Linked DNA regions of Sus scrofa: region 1 is linked to region 2. The links are chromatin contacts, called in public Hi-C maps. All regions are on one chromosome and are shown on one strand. The core of a region is the stretch at or near the end of the contact, and the rest is flanking DNA. Distances in the headings are between cores, read along the strand shown. Region 1 overlaps WDTC1 (WD and tetratricopeptide repeats 1). Region 2 overlaps SLC9A1 (solute carrier family 9 member A1).

Region 1 (3,483 bases), core at 660-3,159, 150 kb after region 2:
CCTCAGCCCACCCTCATAGCCGTCAGCCAGGGCTGTGTAGCCCATGTTCACCACCATGAGGCGACGAGAATCCTCATTGTAAATGACATTAGAGCGAGATGTGGACATGCCAGGGCATTGTTGAAACTCCCTGAGAGGTGCCCTGGCCTTGAGCATAAGCTTTAGAACTAACAGATCTGTCTTCAAATGCCAGCCTTCTGTTTACTAGCTGTGTACTATGACTTTGAACAACTCTCTTCATTTTTTCTGAACCTTGGTTTCCGCATCTGATATTTTCCTAAAAGGAAACCCTGGCGCTCAAAGCACACAGCCAGGCTGTGGTTTAGGACCAGCTTTGATGATGGCAGGCTGTTTACACATCCTCCGTCAGGATATTTAGTAAGCCTTGCATAAATTCATTTATTCTACCAGCCACTCACTGACTGCTTCCTCTGAGTAGCATCATAAACATGAGGGAGACAGATGCGAAATGTGACCCATCCCAGGCAGACAGGAGAGACCTGGCAAGTGAAACTGTTGATGACATTAAAAGGCAAGAGGAATGGATGGAGAAGAGGTGACGCCTGAGTTCAGAAGAGAGCTCTGGCTTCAGGTTGCTGAGCCACCTCACCTGGCCTAAAGGTTGCGTCAGGCTGAGAAGGGAGACAATCTAGCAGAGTGGTGTGGAGCCAGCCAGACGTCCTGGCTGTGCCACATGCCTCTTTTTTTTTTGGCTCTGGGTAAATTAATTAACCTCTGAGCCTACATTTCTTCATCTGTAAAGGGGATGATGATAATAGTCATTTTTGTGGGGTTTCTAAGATGAAATGAGAAAAGTCATATGAAACACTTAGCAGAGATCCTGGAGCAAAGTAAGAATTCGATAAATGTTAAGTAGTAATAGATAATATTTACCAAGGGAAGTAACCAGCAGTGTTACTTTGGGCAAGTTGCTTCCCTTCTCTGAGCCTTGGTTTCCCATCTGTGAAGTGAGACCTCTGAGGACCTTGTCAGCCTACACATGTGGTGATAGTATTTCAAGCCATCTGCCCAAAGGGCCAGAAACTGGAAAGATTTTCCTGCCTGAGGTTTACTCCGTAGACATACCCCTCCTGCCTCACTTGATTGTTCCCTGCTCCACACCCAAGAGTTCCTGAGAGGTGCCCAGGCCTTGCTCATGGTCCAGCCACATTCTCGCCTCACAGTGTCCATTCTTTTCTTGACCCCTGCATTCTAGGTCTACTTGTTTGACCTGACTTACAAGCAGCGGCCATACACCTTCCTCTTGCCTAGAAAATGCCACTCCTCGGGGGGTAAGTTCTCCTGTTGGGTGTCCTTCAGGGCATCTCTGCTGGGGCACGTGAGTGTGTGCTCTCTCTGCTGCAAATCCGGCCCCTTAGCTTGTGCTATGGTTGTAATCCTCCAAAAAGAGTGCGTTCTTAGAATTCCTGCTGTGTTAAGAATCCAACTGCAGTGGCTTTGGTCGCTGCAATGGCACAGGTTTGATCCCCAGCCCAGCACAGCAGGTTAAGGATCTGGTGTTGCTGCAGCTGTGGCACAGGTCGCAGCTGCAGAGGGGACCCTGTGCCACAGGTGTGGCTGTCAAGGGGTGGGGGTGAGTAGATTCTCTGAAATAACCTTGTACAGTAAGAAGGAAGGTAATGTTAGGTCAGAGAGGTCTGTCAAAGGGGTTCGCATCACAGCCCTTTTCACTTCCCTCCAGAAAAGCAAATTCTTTCCATGGCTTGGCTCTTGAGGATCTGGAGTAGTTGCCCTTCCTTTCTTGTCCTGGATCTCGCCTCATGGACTTCCTCCTGGGTCCTGCAGTTGATGTAGGCACCTCCTCACCCACCCATCCCCACCGTCTGCTAAGGAGAATGCCAAGTTGAGGCCGTGTCCCTCTCCAGCCAGCAGAGGGCGCACAGGCTTTTCTTTAGCCTTTGCCTAACCTGTCCGTCAGAGCTTGCTTTCTGGGAGTGGATCTTACCCCAGGAGAATAGCCCTACAGTGGAACCCTCAGACCTTGTGATGGAAACCGGAGGGCTGCTGGGGAGAAATGAAGGACTTCTCCTAATTGTTGCTGTTTCATTCTTCCTATCCCCTGCCAGAAGTTCAGAATGGCAAGATGTCTACCAATGGTGTGTCCAACGGTGTGTCCAATGGCCTGCACCTTCACAGCAATGGCTTCCGGCTGCCTGAGAGTAGGGGACATGTCAGGTGAGGCCAGCCTGATTTGCCCAACCCTCCCCTACCCCACTACAGACTGGAGGGAGGGACATGTCCTATAAACCTTCCTCCTGGCCCCCACATAGGCACACACCCCAGAGTCAGGCCTGGGCCAAAAGGGCTTCTGGAATGTGGCTCGTGGTCCTAATACCACTTCTGCCTGGTAGGACTCTAGGCATCTTCAGACTGAAACTCTGGGTCCTTGGTACAGTAGCTGGGGTTAGACTCAGAGGGGCTGGGTCCTCTTAACACTGAGCTCCCTTCTACCCAGATGGGCCTGCCGTGTTACACTTGTCCCTCTACAGCCTCTTCTGGCCTCTGTTTGCTGCTGGGCCCTGTGTGTTGGGATTTGGATACAGAGGTGCCCAGACCCTCTAGCCCTTGAAAGGAACATAATTATCTCTCGAGAGCTCCATGGCAGGGACTGGGTGGTAACCAACAAGGTTCAGCTCAGCATGGAGGCAGGTGGTGTCAGCCACTTTCATGGCCAGGAGTTTGATTAAGAATTCCTTAAACGGGGAGTTCCCATCGTGGCGTAGTGGTTAACGAATCCGACTAGGAACCATGAGGTTGCGGGTTCGGTCCCTGCCCTTGCTCAGTGGGTTAACGATCCGGTGTTGCCGTGAGCTGTGGTGTAGGTTGCAGACGCGGCTCGGATCCCGCGTTGCTGTGGCTCTGGCGTAGGCCGGTGGCTACAGCTCCAACTCAACCCCTAGCCTGGGAACCTCCATATGCCGTGGGAGCAGCCCAAGAAATAGCAACAACAACAACAAAAAAAAAAAGACAAAAAAAAAAAAAAAAGAATTCCTTAAACCTGTTCAGGACAGCTTCATTTCTCCCCCTCTGTTTTGTTTTGCTCCCCCCCCCCCTTTGTCTCAGAGCATCTGGAACTGTGACCATTACCTATCACAATAACTCAGGCCAAAGTTGGGAGTGGTGCCTTCTTCTAGAGGACAGTGCAGATCCCAGGGACCAAGACAACCGAGAGGCCTTCAGGCAGGGCTGCAGACTTCCCGAGGGACGGCTCTGACCTTTCGTGGTTGGTCTAACTTGGCTCTGCTTCCTCCACAGCCCCCAGGTAGAGCTGCCCCCATACCTGGAGCGTGTGAAACAGCAAGCCAATGAGGCCTTTGCCTGCCAGCAGTGGACCCAGGCCATTCAGCTTTACAGCAAGGCCGTGCAGAGGGCCCCTCACAATGCCATGCTCTACGGGAACCGAGCTGCAGCCTACATGAAGCGCAAGTGGTGAGTGGGCCTAGTGGAGCCAAGGTGCATCCA
Region 2 (3,517 bases), core at 163-2,662:
CAAGTCCCTTTCCCCTTGGGCCTCAGTCTTCTCCCTGGAGAACAGAAGGGTCAGAGCACATGGGTAGACTCTTCTAGCTCAGATGCCTCAGGATACGGCGGGGGTGGGAGCTCTTCCATACTGAGCAGGGAGCGGGTAGGGAAGGCAGCTTTCTGAAACCTGTCCTGGGGCTCAGCTTTCAAAACAAGTGGAGGGGCCCCCAAGATCAGATCGGAGTGGCTGTCTCCAAAAGGGCTTGGTGGGGGGGGTGCAGGGAGAGGAAGGGCCCAGGTTCCTGGAGAAAGGCAGGAGCAGCTCCAGTGCCGGACATACCTTCTGCTCTAGTTGCCGGGCCTTCTGTCTCCGGAGCAGCATCTGGTTCCAGGCCTCCTCGTAGGGGTCTGCCACCAGCGTGTGTCTGTTGTAGGAACGTAGCTGGGGGAGGAACAGCTGTCAGGCAGGGCAGGTTCTGGGCATGTGTGGGGTGGGGCTGGAGCAGAGTGGGGGTGCGGAGGGGCTCCTCTGCTGTGGGGGGAGGGCCCTCACCCGCTGCCTGGTCTTCTGCAAGTTGTTCCTCAGGATCTTGCGGATCTCCTCTTCCTTGTCCTTGGACAGTGCTGGCAGGATGCGCTCGGTAGGCAGGGTCTTGGGGTGGATGTTCCTGGGATAACGGAGCAGAGATTAGGGCCCCAGGAAAATTCCTGGGACCCTGGAGCCTGCTGAGCTGGGCCAGAAGGGTTCCCCAGGGATGGCCCGGGAGGGTGGGCCAAGCCTCAGGTCCTCAGTGTGGCCCTGCAGCTCTCCCACCTGCCCGCTCTGGGAGGATGACAGAGGGGCCTGGCTCACTGCCCCCACCCCCGGTGGGCATCGAGGGGTCCGTGTGTAGCTGCAGACGCTGACAGGTTGGCCACTGGCACTCACTGCATCGACACGGTGGAGACGGCCGAAGGGATCTTGCCCATGCCCCCACTTTCCACCAGCTCGATAGCCTGCTTCATCTCCATCTTGTGGTAGAAAGCGATGAGCTGGGGCTCCTTGGAGCGCTCGCCAGCTATCAGACACTTCTTCACGTACTTCTTATTAAACCGGTTGAGCCTGGTGGGAAGAGAGGGGAGATGGATGGAGCCAGCTCTGAGAGGTAGAGAGACACCCAGGCCCTGGGAGACCCTTACCTGCCCCTCCCTGCCCTCCTGCCCACCAGGCCTGCCACCTACTTGTCCTTCCAGTGGTGGTGGCCATAGTGGCCACAGATGTCCTCGATGCCTGTCAGAAGGTGGTCCAGGAACTGAAACGGGCCCAGGGCCAGGTCAAGCCTCACCACCAGGCTCCTCCCCTACCGAGACTTGAGAAAGGGCCCCCCACCTTCCACCCTAGCGCAGTTGGCTCAGCCCAGCCCTGTAGTTCCAGGAGCAGCCAGGAGGTGGCGCCTAGACCTCACTCACGCTAAACCCTAGTGGCATCTCAAACCTTCTGCCAATGGGGCCTGACTGAGCCCCCCTTCTCTGAACTCACTGGTGCCCGATGCCTGGGAGAGGGTCTTGAAGAGGCAGAGATGGCATGACACCCCCACCTCAGGGTCTAGGCTGCTCACATCCCACCTCCCTGTGGTGTGACCTGGTGACTTCAGGAGGTTGAAAGACCACCCCAGCACTGGGATACTGGGATGAGGGAGGAGGGGCTGAGTGAGGGCAAGGACTCCAGGCCTAGCTGCTCCCTCCACCCTCCGCTCCCTGAGCCTCCCCTGCCTCCCAGTACCTGCGTGTGGATCTCCTCATTGATGGAGCGCTTCGTTTCTTGCTTTTTCTTTACAGCCAGCAGGTCTACCAGAGGCCGAATAGTCATGCCCTGGGGGCGGGGGTGGGGGTAGCATGTGAGTGTCAGGCACTCCAGTTTTGCTACTCTGGCAGGGAGACCTCAGAGCTCGCCCCCCTCCACCCCCACCCCGGGCACCACCACCAACCACCAGGGTCTCTGAGCCCGGGAGGCCCTCTACTCTGAGGTCCCCAATCTCCCAACCCCCAAGCCTGAATTTATATAAATGCAGGTCCTCAAGGCCTGCTTCTTCCCAAAGACACAGCCAGAGGTTTCTGAGCCCATCCAGCCGAGTGACTCACACGCAGGTGGGCCAGGGGTCAGAGGGCCTGGGTTCAAGTGGAGCTCCACCACAGATGTGTTCTGGAACCCCAGGGAAGTCAGGCCTGGCTAAAGGGAGGTCCCTCTCTGCTCTGCCCTCCTCACAGGACTGCGAAGGAGGAGGATCTAGTAAGAGCAGCAGCAGCTACTTGAACCACACACTTCCACGTGCCAGAGCCAGTTCTGTTCAGTATCCACGATGACCCTAACGGTAGGTCCCTTCATTGTTCCCATTTGACGGATGAAGAAGCTGAGACACTGACAGGTTAAGAACTTTCTAAGGTCTCACAGAAGTGGTAAAACTGGCTTCAAACCCAGGCAGGGAGGCCCCTATCTCAGTGCTGCCTTCATTAAAAATAGGCTTGGTAAACCACTAGCATATGTGACTTCAAAGTCAAGGTGATAAAATGCTTTTGAAGAGGGAAGCATTTTATCATCTTGATGAAAGAGGCAGCCCCCTTTCCTCTTAAAGGACAGAAAATAAGTCCAGTCCCAGGAGGTTCTCTTTACATTGTTTCTCCCAAGAAGGCAGTGCTGCTTCCCATCTAGGGCTTGGCAGGATTCGAGTCCAGGAAAGAGGGAGGGGATGAAAGAGAAACAGAGGCCCAGGCTGAGTGTTTCTCACTTGCCTGAGGTCACAGGTCAGGTCAGGAGGAGCAACTTATATCATCCCAGACTGGGCTTCCTTGGGGACTTTGAAGGACCTGGGGTGGGGTCTCAGCTAAGCCTGTTTTTTTTTTCTTTTTTTGTCTTTTGTCTTTTTAGGGCCACACCTGCAGCATATGAAGGTTCCCAGGCCAGGGGTCGAATCGGAGCTGTAGCTGCCAGCCTACACCACAGCCAGAGCAATGCATGATCCAAGCTGCATCTGTGACCTACACCACAGCTCACAGCAAAGCCGGATCCTTAACCCACTGAAAGAGGCCAGGGATCGAACCTGCATCCTCAGGGTCACTAGTCAGGTTTGTTAACCACTGAGCCACAATGGGAACTCCAAGCCTGGCTTATTTAAATGCACAGAAATCATGACCAGCGGGCTGGAGGGATTCTTCAGGATGGTCCAGCCCAGTCCCCTCAGTTCACAGATGGGGATCTGAGGCCCAGAGACAGGAGGAGAGTCAAACTGACAGCAACAGAGCTCCGGCGACTCTAGACCTCCTGCTGCCCAACTCAGGGACCTTTCCAGTTCCCTGTGTTGCGCTCTTGTTCCCATTTTAAAGATGTAGAAACTGAGATCCTAAGCTATTAAATCACTTCCCTAAAGTCCTACAATGAGCACTGTGGGCCAGCTGACTGGACCCATTTCTCCTGATGCTGTCTGGGTTCAAGCGAAGTTATGTAGCCTCCTGACTACTTTACATTCTGACTGGTCACCTCCCAGGGACTCATGATCACAACTCGCCCT

The links. A called contact is a pair of places that touch in the nucleus more often than the background predicts.
Region 1: a contact with region 2 is called in a Hi-C map of alveolar macrophages, with 4 times the contacts expected there. The contact joins two enhancer-like sites. A contact is called at or near these places in 2 of 5 promoter capture datasets (fetal liver and liver), 29 of 47 Hi-C or Micro-C datasets (adipocytes, alveolar macrophages, blood and 16 more) and 2 of 2 datasets of contacts at active chromatin or transcription factors (alveolar macrophages and skeletal muscle).

What each region holds. Positions count from the first base shown.
Region 1 is chr6:84,522,947-84,526,429 of Sscrofa11.1, forward strand. It overlaps WDTC1 (WD and tetratricopeptide repeats 1), which reads left to right. Exons shown (of 15, transcript NM_001135964.1): 9 at 1,217-1,292; 10 at 2,088-2,196; 11 at 3,277-3,450. Among named protein-coding and RNA genes, the nearest start is that of TMEM222, 22 kb to the right of the region's middle. Within about 2 kb of position 1,910, at least 5 of the 83 cell types and tissues checked have an H3K27ac peak or open chromatin away from gene starts, as enhancers often do. A contact at or near this core is called in alveolar macrophages, where this site is marked.
Region 2 is chr6:84,376,694-84,380,210 of Sscrofa11.1, forward strand. SLC9A1 (solute carrier family 9 member A1) reads right to left here. Exons shown (of 12, transcript NM_001007103.1): 6 at 1,735-1,824; 7 at 1,194-1,264; 8 at 901-1,074; 9 at 526-640; 10 at 313-414. Among named protein-coding and RNA genes, the nearest start is that of SLC9A1, 48 kb to the right of the region's middle. Within about 2 kb of position 1,413, at least 7 of the 83 cell types and tissues checked have an H3K27ac peak or open chromatin away from gene starts, as enhancers often do. A contact at or near this core is called in alveolar macrophages, where this site is marked.